Linked DNA regions of Macaca mulatta: region 1 is linked to region 2. The links are chromatin contacts, called in public Hi-C maps. All regions are on one chromosome and are shown on one strand. Each heading gives the region's core, a stretch centred on a gene start, on an enhancer-like site or on the middle of the called end of the contact. The rest is flanking DNA. Distances are from core to core; before and after follow the strand shown.

Region 1 (5,472 bases), core at 1,793-4,292, 310 kb after region 2:
ACGAACACCTCATAAAAGTTTCCTCTTGCGCGCCATCACTGAACTGCTTGTGTTCTGGTACTGCTGAATTCATGAATCACTGAATGCTCGAATAAACTTATTAAAATTTTCATGTGCCTGAGTATTTATTTATTTATTTAGACAGGGTTTCACTCAGTCACCCAAGATGGAGTACAGTGGCATGATCTCAGCTCACTGCAGCCTCTGCCTCCCAGGCTCAAGCAATACTCCCACCTCAGCCTCCTGGGTGGGAGGAGTACCTAGTACCACAGGTGCGTGCCACTATGTCTGGTTAATTTTTGTATTTTTGTAGAGACAGGGTTTCGCCATGTCACCCAGACTGGTCTCGAACTCCTGAGCTCAAGCAATGCCTTAGCCTCCCAAAGTACCGGGATTACAGGCATGAGCCACTGCGCCCCGGCCCTCAGTTTATTTTTAACAAGTGGAATTGCCGGGTCAAATGATAACCCTGTGTTTACCTTTTGAAGGAACTACCAGACTGTATTCCAAAGTAGATCCACCATTCTACATTCCCACCAGCAGCGTGTGGAACTTCTGCTTCCTCCACATTCTCACTAACACTTGTTACCTGCTTTTTTGATGAAAGCCATCATAGTGGATGATATGGTTTAGCTGTGTCCCCACCCACATCTCATCTTGAATTTTCATGTGTTGTGGGAGGGACCTGGTGGGAGATAATTTAATCACGGGGGGCAGGTCTTTCCCATGCTGTTCTCATGATAGCGAATAAGTCTTACAAGATCTGATGGTATATAAGGGAGAGTTTCCCTGCCCAATCTCTCTCTTTGCCTGCAACCATCCACCTAAGATGTGACTTGCTCCTCCTTGCCTTCTTCCATGATTGTGAGGCCTCCCCAGTCATGTGGACTGTAAGTCATTAAACCTCTTTCTTTTGTAAATTGTCCAGTCTCAGGTATGTCTTTATCAACAACATGAAAATGGACTAATACAGTGGATGTAAAATAGTATCTCATTGTGGTTTTGATTTGCATTTCTTCGACAGTTGTGTTGAACCTCTTTTCATGTGGTTAATATTTGGACAAATGTCTATTGAGATTCTTTTCCCACTTTTTAATTGGGTTATTTGTCTTATTGTTGAGTTTTAAGAGTTCTATCTATTCTAGAATACAAGTCCCTTAACAAATATACGATTTGCAAATATTTTCTTCCATTGTGTGTGTTGTCTTTCGCTTTCTGGATAGCGTCCTCTGTAGCACAGAATTTTAAATTTTGATGAATTTCTATTTATTTTTTTCTTTTGTTGTTCATACTTTTGGTGTCATATCTCACAAACCATTGCCAAATTCAAGGTAATGAAGATTCACCCCTGTGTTTTCTTCTAAGAGTTTTTTATGTCTCAAATTTAGGTCTTTGATCCATTTTTAGTAAATTATGAGTCCAAGTTCATTCTTTTGCATGTGGATATCTAGTCCCAGCGCCATTTGTTGAAAAGACTCCTCTTTCTCTATTTGAATTATTTTGGCACTTTTGTTGGACATCAGTTGACTGTAAATGTAAGAATTTCTGGATGTTTGGTTCTATTCTACTGATCTATATGTCTATCTTAATGCCAGTACCACACTGTCTTGATTACTGTAGATTTATAGGTTTTGAAATCAGAAGTTTGAGTCCTCCAATTTTGTTCTTCTTTTTCTGTATCATTTTGGCTATTCTAGGTCTTTTGAGTTTCTATGTGAATATTAGAATTAATTTGCCCATTTTTGCAAAGAAGCCAGCTGGGGGACAGGGCGTAGTGGCGTGTGCTGACAGAGATTCTGTTAAATCTGTAGATCAGTTTGGGGAGTATTGCCATCTGACAATATTTGGTCTTCTGATCCATGAACATGAGATATCTGTCCATTTTTTTTACATTGTCTAACATTTTTCAACAGTGTTTTATAGTTTATAGAGTATAAGTTTTGTACTTCTTTTATTAAATTCCTAAATATTTTATTCTTTTTTATTATATTAATAAATGGAATTGTTTTGTTAATTTCATTTTTGGATTGTTCATTGCCAGTGTATAGAAATAGAATTGATTTGGCTGGGCACAGTGGCTCATGCCTGTAATCCCAATACTTTGGGGGACCAAGGTGGGTAGATCACCTGAGGTAAGGAGTTCAAGACCAGCCTGACCAACATGGTGAAACCCTGTCTCTACTAAAAATACAAAAATTAGCCAGGTGTGGTGGCGGGCACCTGTAGTCCCAGCTACACGGGAGGCTGAGACAGGAGAATCACTTGAACCTGGGAGGTGGAGATTGCAGTGAGCTGAGATCGTGCCACTGCACTCTAGCCTGGGCGACAGCGAGAATTCGTCTCAAAAATAAAAATAAAAATAAATACAATTGATTTGTATATAAATTGTCATTGTATACTGCAATTTTGCTGAACTTGGTTATTAGTTCTAATAGTTTTTTCATGGATTCCTTAGGATTTTCTATATATAAGATCATATCATCTGCAAATAAAGTTTTTCTTCATCTTTTACAATCTGGATGCCTTTTATTTCATTTTCGTATACCCTAAATCTTAAAAAATAAATCTTAATGTTCATTTTTTGTTTGCTTAAAGCAAAGTTCAGTACCAATTATATCTCAATAAAGCGGTTTTAAGGAAACATTTTAACTTCTCTTAAAACCATCACAGTTGTGTGTGGGGGAAGGTGGGAGGGAAGCTGTTAATATGTTGGCCCATTTCCTTCTAAGTTTTTTTCTAGGTATATTTGGACGCTTAGCCATAAATATAATTGGACTCATATTGTATAGATATTTTAGTCCTGTTCTCAGGAACTCAATGCACAGTCAAGCCGTTCTCAGGATTAAGGGGCTTTATGAACATTAAAAACAAAATCTTAGCCCCGTCAAATGACGGTGTCCTGGCACAGGAGGCGGTGGAGAGGCTGAGTGCAGCTGCACACAGAGCACCCCTACTCCTGTGGGGTGGGGGGGCTGTCCCATGGCCTTGCGCACAGCACAGCACCCAAGTCCCTGCATCTCTCTCATGGGAGAAAATGAAGGTCACACAGACCGCCTGGATTTCTTGGGCTCTTTTAAATGTCTAAATACCTCTAAATGTCTGGTTTTTCTGCTATTCTTTAATCCTTAGATAAGGGTTCAGACACTGTGCTTCCAAGATGACTTTGGGACCAGGGTGTGTGAGGACGTGGGAAGGCGTGGCCCCTGCACGAGGCCAGGCTGGGAAACGCCGCTGTGATCACATCCCTCATCACTGACTGCTGACCACCTGGCAGTTTTCCAGGACCAAGCCTCCCGCGCTGTGTGATTCTGGGAACATCTCCTCTGGCTCACAAGGTCTGAAAAGCAAACCAGTCAGCTATGGTATGGAAAACAGTTTTTACTGCCAGAGTTCTTCCCAGCAGGTTCTTATGCGACTTGTTTGTGCTTCTGCTTGGCCCTGATCAGTTCATGTTCTGGGCAAAGGCACTCGCTAAAGATTGTTTCAGCAGACGTAACATTTACATTTTCCAGTGTCAATAAGAAGGCTTCAAAAGCAGGATTTTTCATAGGGGCAAAATATTACATTGTCTGATTAGATCATAACAGGTTTAACCAGTTCCTCCAAAAAGAGACTGGGATCTCTTTGAGGGCCGCAAGCACTGAGTTCTTAATGTACTTCCTTGGATAAGGTTGTGTGTCACCAGCAACGGTGGCCAGCACTAAAGCTATCCCCCATCTTTCCAACAAGGACAGTCCACAGGCAAGCCCCATCACTTAAAGACATGGCAGGGCTGCCCAGGGTGAGGTCTGGCCCTCGATTCTGGTTCTTCTGTAGAATCCACAAAGCCTGATACTCTTTGGCCACAGAAAAAGAGAGTTTTCCCAGTGGGACATGTTAGGGTTGAACACTTCAAAGAGAACAATTTACTTCTAATATCAGTTCTGAAGGAAAGCAGTAAGGAATTCCTGTCAGACCTAGGCTGCTTGTATTTACAGGAACCTACGTGCTTGCCAGGCGACCCACACAAATCCCTCCAGGTGCCAGGGTGTGAGTCAACACTGGTAACTCAACATGGACAGAAGGGCAGACACAGGCCTGGAAATCCTTCCGTGTGCCTAACGAGTTCCCCGCAGCCTCATGGCATTGCTTGTAGGTTTCATGGCATCTGGGCAGACCCTCTGGGGCTTCTGCCCACCATTTTTGCCTGGCTCTCACCTCTGTGGGCCACCTCTGCAGAGAACTGTGCTTGTCATCCTCCCAGCTTCAGGACACTATCATCACTGACAGGGCATGTGACACCTCTTCTGGCTTTTTTTTTTTTGCTTATGATTCCTTTAGCTCCCATACCCATCTCCTCACCAGTATGTTTGAGATGTATCCCTAGATGTGGGTGTCCTCACAGCTGCCTGGTGTCACTGTGTGTATATTTGCATTTTACTCGGCTTTAGTCCTGGCTCATTCTACTTCTTACTTGTTGCTGCTGCTTCTGCTTCTGCTGCTGCTGCTGGTGTGTGTGTGTGTGTGTGTGTGTGTGTGTAGTTTGTGACTCCTCAGGCCTCTGCCCATTTGATATCAAGAACATCAAAACCACAATATGAAAATCACTTGGGCAGTTATGTCTGGTGCTGACTTGCTGAGATCCCAAGACCTAGGCCAGTGTTATCCATGTTCTCCCCAAGGGGCCAGTCATGTCAAATGTGGTGTCCTCTGGTTTATTTTGAACTGATTCCTTCTCCTACCCACTAAGACTGGCATGTATTTAAAATCAGGCACGTGAGGACTCCTCCTATGGATTCCACAAGAACCTTGGGTGGGGGCTGGGGTTACATGGCCCTGAAAAGTTTCTCCAGGGGTCCAGATCTGGGGTCCCAGGTCAGGGCCGCTCCCCACATCTGGCAGGAAAGTTGCACACCACCTGGGCAGTGCTGCAGCCTCACCCACAGCACACACTCCTGGGCCTCCCCTCTGCATCTGGTAGGGCAGTGCCAAGGAGGAGGGCTCCAGGCCACCCCCGCCCTCCCCACTGGGCCTGCGCAGGCCCTACAGTACGCAACAGCCGTCCTCTCTTCAGAGGTCCTGCCGAGGGGAAGGCTAGTTCTCTCCAGTCCTCAAGAGACACATGACAGCCTCAGGCTGCCGCCTCTTTTCAAGTCTCCACAACACAACACGTCCATTCTGCCTCTTTTTGCCATGACAGGGTCAGCCTTAAAACCCCAAGGCCATCTTCATTCCTACTTTGGGCTATAAGTGGGGCTGGAACAGGGGTCAAGACCTTGAACAGGAAAGTCTGGCTCTTTTCCTGGAAGGAAAATACCTTTCATTTTTCCCTAATAAACCACAAACCCACTCGTCTGCCCCCACCCAACAAGGATGACCAGAAGCACTTAAACAAAAACCCCTGAACTAAACAACCAAAATTTCACAGTCGCTCACCTAGCAACCTGCCACACTAACATTTATTGAGCTTATACTGCATCCTACATGCTCTGC
Region 2 (5,237 bases), core at 1,336-3,835:
CAAACTGAAGCACACAAAAGTTTAAAAAAAAATTTTTTTTTAATGTAGTACAGTCTGGAAGAATTTTCCTGGAGTGCCTCCAAAATCAAACAAATATCCACTAAGTTCTTATTATCATTTCATTTCTCACATTTCACCTTCCCCCCACTCCACTGCCTCCTATGTGATGATACATTTCACTCTTTAACTTGTCTGGAATTTACTTTTATTTTTCATGCAAATAATTAATCCCCTCTGCCAGTACCATTTCTAGAAAAATTATTTCTTTCTCAACTAAATTATAATACTGGCCTGTATCTTAAAGATCTTCTGTATAATATTTCTATTTCTGAGCTTTATTCTATCATATTGATCTGTTTTTGAGCTAGTACTATATGTTTTAATATTCTTTCATTTAAAATGTTTATATATTCTCATGATATTGAAATTTTCATTCCCAAATTTTCTTTTAAACTAAACTCATGTGAACTTTAACATTCTTGTCTTTGGTTGGCAGGAGAAGGCTGTTCTCTGTTCCTTGTGTCCCCTTCTAGACACTCTACACAGAGGAGCAGACGTGTACACTTACATAGTTATTTTCATTCAAATGGCAGCAACTTTACCTACCAATTCCTACTTTTTTTTCCTTATCAGTACATCCTAAAGATGGATCTGCTTCAAATAAGCAGTTTTGAAACTTTTTTTTTCTTTTTTTTTTTTTGAGATGGAGTCTCACTCTGTCACCCAGGCTGGAGTGCAGTGGCGCGATCTCGGCTCACTACAGCTTTCGCCTCCCAGGTTCAAGCGATTCTCCTGCCTCAGCCTCCCAAGTAGCTGGGATTACAGATGCATGCCACTGTGCCTGGCTAATTTTTGTATTTTTAGTAGAGATGGTGTTTCACCATGTTGGCCAGGCTGGTCTTGAACTCCTCACCTCAGGTGATCCGCCCGCCCCGGCCTCCCAAAGTGCTAGGGTTACAGGCATGAGCCATGGCGCCCGGCTAAACATTATTTCTTTTTAAAATGTATAGGGTGGGGGTGTTCCTTTTCTCAAATGAGATCCTGTAGGAAGCCCCAAAAGTAGAGTGGGTAAAAGTGGAGCTTCTCTGACTGAAGTAGGAGGTGGCGAGCTCTACAAAAAACCCTTGGGGCATCGGGAGTTCAAAAAAATATTAATGCTTGAGTCCCACTCTCAGAAATTGGAGTTCCACCTGCAGAGATTGATTTAGCGTCTCCGGTGGCCTGGTCTTCAGCATTTCCTGAAGCTCTCTGGGATTCCATGTCCAGCCAGGTGTGGGAACCACACCTAGAATATTAAAGAGGTCTGCTGAGACCTGGTGCAGTCAACTACACGGAAACACGGTAAGGACAGGTACCTCGAACTGTCAACACGTCTCACCCAAGAATACTTTGCCATGTTTCTCCATTGATTCAGGTATTTATTCAAAAACTTCTTCACTAAAGTCTTACCATTTTCTTCACTTTACCACCACATTTCTAAGTATTTTATATTTTTGATTTTTATTATGAATGGGATCTTTGTTTTATCCCATTATATTTTCTCTAATGCTTATTTTTAAATTTTTTTATTTCCATAGGTTATCACTGATATATATCAAAAGGACTAATTTTTTATTTTAATTTTGTAACTAGGCAGTTTTCTTAATTCTCTTACTGGGACTAATTTTTTTTTTAACTTCAGGTGTAACAAACTGACAATTATATTCTCTGAAAACAATGACACTTTTGTGTCCTATTCTTCCAAGTCCTCATTTCACCTTATTAATCCAAATTAGCTAGGAGGAAGAGTGGTCACAGGGGGGCTGAAAATGAAACAAAACCTGACACAGGAGCATATCAGAAACCAGTGGCTTTAGGCCGGGCGCAGTGGCTCACACCTGTAATCCCAGCACTTTGGGAGGCTGAGGTGGGCGGATCACCTGAGGTCAGGAGTTTGAGACTAGCCTGACTAACATAGTGAAACTCCATTTCTACTAAAGATACAAAAATCAGCCAGGCATAGGGTGGGCGCCTGTAATCCCATTTACTTGGGAGTCTAAGGCAGGAGAATCGCTTGAATCCAGGAGACAGAGGTCGCAGTGAGCCGACATTGTTGCACTGCACTCCAGCCTCGGCTGGAGTGAGACTCTGTCAAAGAAAAGAAAGAAAGAGAAAGAGAGAAAGAAAGAGAAAGAGAGAAAGAAAGAGAAAGAGAGAAAGAAAGAGAGAGAGAGAGAGAGAGAGAGAGAAAGGAAAGAAAAGAAAAAAAAGAAAAAAAAAGAAAGAAAGGTAAAGTAAAGAAAAGAAAAGAAAAAGAAAAAGAAAAAAGAAAGAAGGAAAACAGTGGTTCTCGGCCCCGGTTCTAAGAGAAAACAGCTGGATGACTCTGAGTGCAGAATTTGAGGTTTGTCACTTCCCGGCTTCGTGACCTTGGGCAAGCCTTTTTAGTTCATAAAAGGGAAAGAACAAGCCATTTCCCCCCAGGCTGGTGTCAGGATTAAAGAAGCCACCAGAAGCGCCTGGCACGGGGCACTCACATGTAGGCACTCACTCCTTCCTGATCAGTTTCCTGATGCAGCTTCACACGTTTGTCAGGGAGAGACACCCAGCGGAAGTTAAATATTTGTGCATAAGAACTACAAAGTGATTTCAGGGCCAAGGGGGAAAGGTTTTCTCTTAAAGCATTTTAGACATTTCTCCCACAGTCTGATTTGCCCTAGAGGAAGTGGGATAGTTAGGAAGTATTTTCCAAGCAAAGCGAGTAGAAATCCTGAAAGAACACTCACCCCCCAGCTGGGCTCTGCAGGACTCCCCGGGCTCTGCCTGACCCTTGTTGTCCCACAGCAGGAGGTGGCATTTCTGCCACACTTTGTGAAGGAGGCTTTAGGGAAAGCAGTTCATAAATGAAGTCGTAAATGTATCCAAGACACTTTGCAAATCTTTTTTTCCTGGCCATGGGTATGCTTCCGTAATAACGGCTGGAGGGAAAGGAATCTGAAGGGAAGCCGCTCGGGCCACCACCAGAGGGCGCATGTGCATTGCAGATGGCGCCCTCCTCCAGGAGGCGTGAGGACAGTGGGTGGGATGAAAGGAAGCCTCTCCTGCAGGGCCACCCACACCGTGGAGGAATCAGTGCCAGCTTGAATCATAGTCATAGCACTGTGCTAACCACTTCCTCGATAGCGCCGCACTTAACAGCCACGACCCACGGGGCAGGTGCTGTCACCATCTCCCCTCTGCAGGTACGAAACAGGCTCCCAGAGGTGGGAAGGTTTGCCCAAAGTCACCGGGCCAGGCCTCAGATCCAGGGCTCATCACAAAGGGCGAGGATGGAAGAGCCATACAGAAGCGGCTGCTGTCCAATGCAACACCAGGTGCATCAGCAGGCACTCAATAAATATGTGACCAACAGACAAGCGGAACCACACTTGGAAAGGAACAAAGAGAAAGATGCTACATTCATTAAATATCGAAGAAAACAAAGTTCCCATATAATGAGGGAGGTTTTCGTTGGGATGCAGGCCTGCAAAGATCTGGGCTGAAAAGGACAATTCCAAAATCAGGAGTGATGCTGGTGTCAAGGGTCAATAGAGCTAGCTCTGTGTAGCTTCAGGAATGCAACAGTTCCCTTTTTGAATGAGCACATCGGATTTCTTACAACTCATGTTATTCCAATTGGATCCGCGTCAGTGATGACATCAAGGCAGTTCTTGCCTCTGAGAATCCACAGGAGCCTGAGTTATCTTCCTAAAAAGCCACCCACCTGGGCGGGCCTCCTTTATCGCTCCCTTGATTCTCAGCAGTGAGAGGAGAACACTGTGGGCTGACTTCCTCAGAGAGTCTCTAGATTTATAAAACGCCAGTGACAACTACAGGAACCAGTCCCCACTGAGGGACCATCTGCCAAGATGTCAAGAGTTACTACACACGCTGTTTCACTCTTGCTCAGTTCACAGAGGGAGACCCTGTCCCCAAGTCCCGGTGAGGTCTGAGAGAAGAAGGTTCCACTAGGGGACCGGCATATCCCCACTGACGTCAGCCTGCATGCACGTTCCAGACAAAGGCAGAAAGGCCCAGAGCTTGCTAACCACATCGGTTCTGCTTGCTCTGATAGAAGCCTGTGGAATGAAGGCTTTGTCTTTGCTTTAGCTGAACCCCTCTGCTGACCTGTTTACCCTTGTTAGACCTGGGCAGGCTGAATTGCTTCCTGAACCCCTGGGTCTGGAGTGTCACCAGTTAACAATTAATTGGTTACTAGTTACAGGCAGGGGACACAGGCAGCATGAGTCACTGTCCCTATACGAACAAGTCAAGGCCAAGCCAGGCTGTGGATCAATAGTACCTTGGCAATTTGGAACAATAACCTGCCCAAGGTTTTCTGCCAAAATCCTGACCACTCCCTGGATACCAGGGGTGGGGGGTGGGGGGATGTGACTGCCTAAAGCTGCCAAAGAAATTATGAGCTGGCATCTTTCCTTTCTGCTTCCTTTACATAAAGTTTGAGGTCAAGAACAATAGTAATGTCCACAGATATGACAAGCTATTAAGTCGTCCTTTTTACAGATCAGAGTCATCGGAGTCTAACTATGGGTGGACAATTTCCCACACAGCTGCTTCTTGGATAGAGCATCTTCTGACTGTTTTTAGCCTGAGGACTCATCCTTAAAGTAGAATGTTGGTCACGGCATGTCCTGGTTCAAAAGAAAAGCTGCTGCACATCAATGTTCACAGCAGCATTGTCACAATAGGACAAAGGTGGAAGCCACCCAAGTGTCTATCAGAAGATGAATGGATAAGCAACAAAATACGGTGGATAGATGCACAGTGGGACATTATTCAGCCTCAAAAAGTGAGGAAATTCTGACACATGCTACAACATGGATGAACCTTGAAGACATTATGCTAAGTGAAACAAGCCAGACACAAAAGGACAAATATTATATGATTCTACTTATATGGGGCACCTAGAGTAGTCACATTCACAGAGACAGAAAGTAGAATGCTGGTTGCCAGGGGCTGCAGCGAGGGGTCCCTGGGGAGATATCGTGGGACGGGTACCGAGCTTCAGTTTGGAAAGATGAAAAGGTTCTGGAGATGGATTGTGGTAATATTTGTACAACAATGTCAATACATTAGTAGCACTGACTTGAATATGTAAAATGATTAAAATGGTAGATTTTATGTTATATATATTTTACCACAATAAAAAATCTTTTTTTGTTAGAAATGCAAATTCAAACACATATATACATACATCT

The links. A called contact is a pair of places that touch in the nucleus more often than the background predicts.
Region 1: a Hi-C map of fibroblasts shows a contact between it and region 2, with 7 times the contacts expected there. The contact joins two enhancer-like sites. A contact is called at or near these places in 10 of 14 Hi-C or Micro-C datasets (CD4 T cells, blood, cortical neurons and 5 more).

What each region holds. Positions count from the first base shown.
Region 1 is chr3:92,385,654-92,391,125 of T2T-MMU8v2.0, forward strand. No RefSeq gene overlaps it. Among named protein-coding and RNA genes, the nearest start is that of SEPTIN7, 120 kb to the right of the region's middle. Within about 2 kb of position 3,043, at least 4 of the 40 cell types and tissues checked have an H3K27ac peak or open chromatin away from gene starts, as enhancers often do.
Region 2 is chr3:92,076,211-92,081,447 of T2T-MMU8v2.0, forward strand. The region is part of intron 6 of EEPD1 (endonuclease/exonuclease/phosphatase family domain containing 1); the gene reads right to left. Among named protein-coding and RNA genes, the nearest start is that of ANLN, 97 kb to the left of the region's middle. Within about 2 kb of position 2,586, at least 11 of the 40 cell types and tissues checked have an H3K27ac peak or open chromatin away from gene starts, as enhancers often do.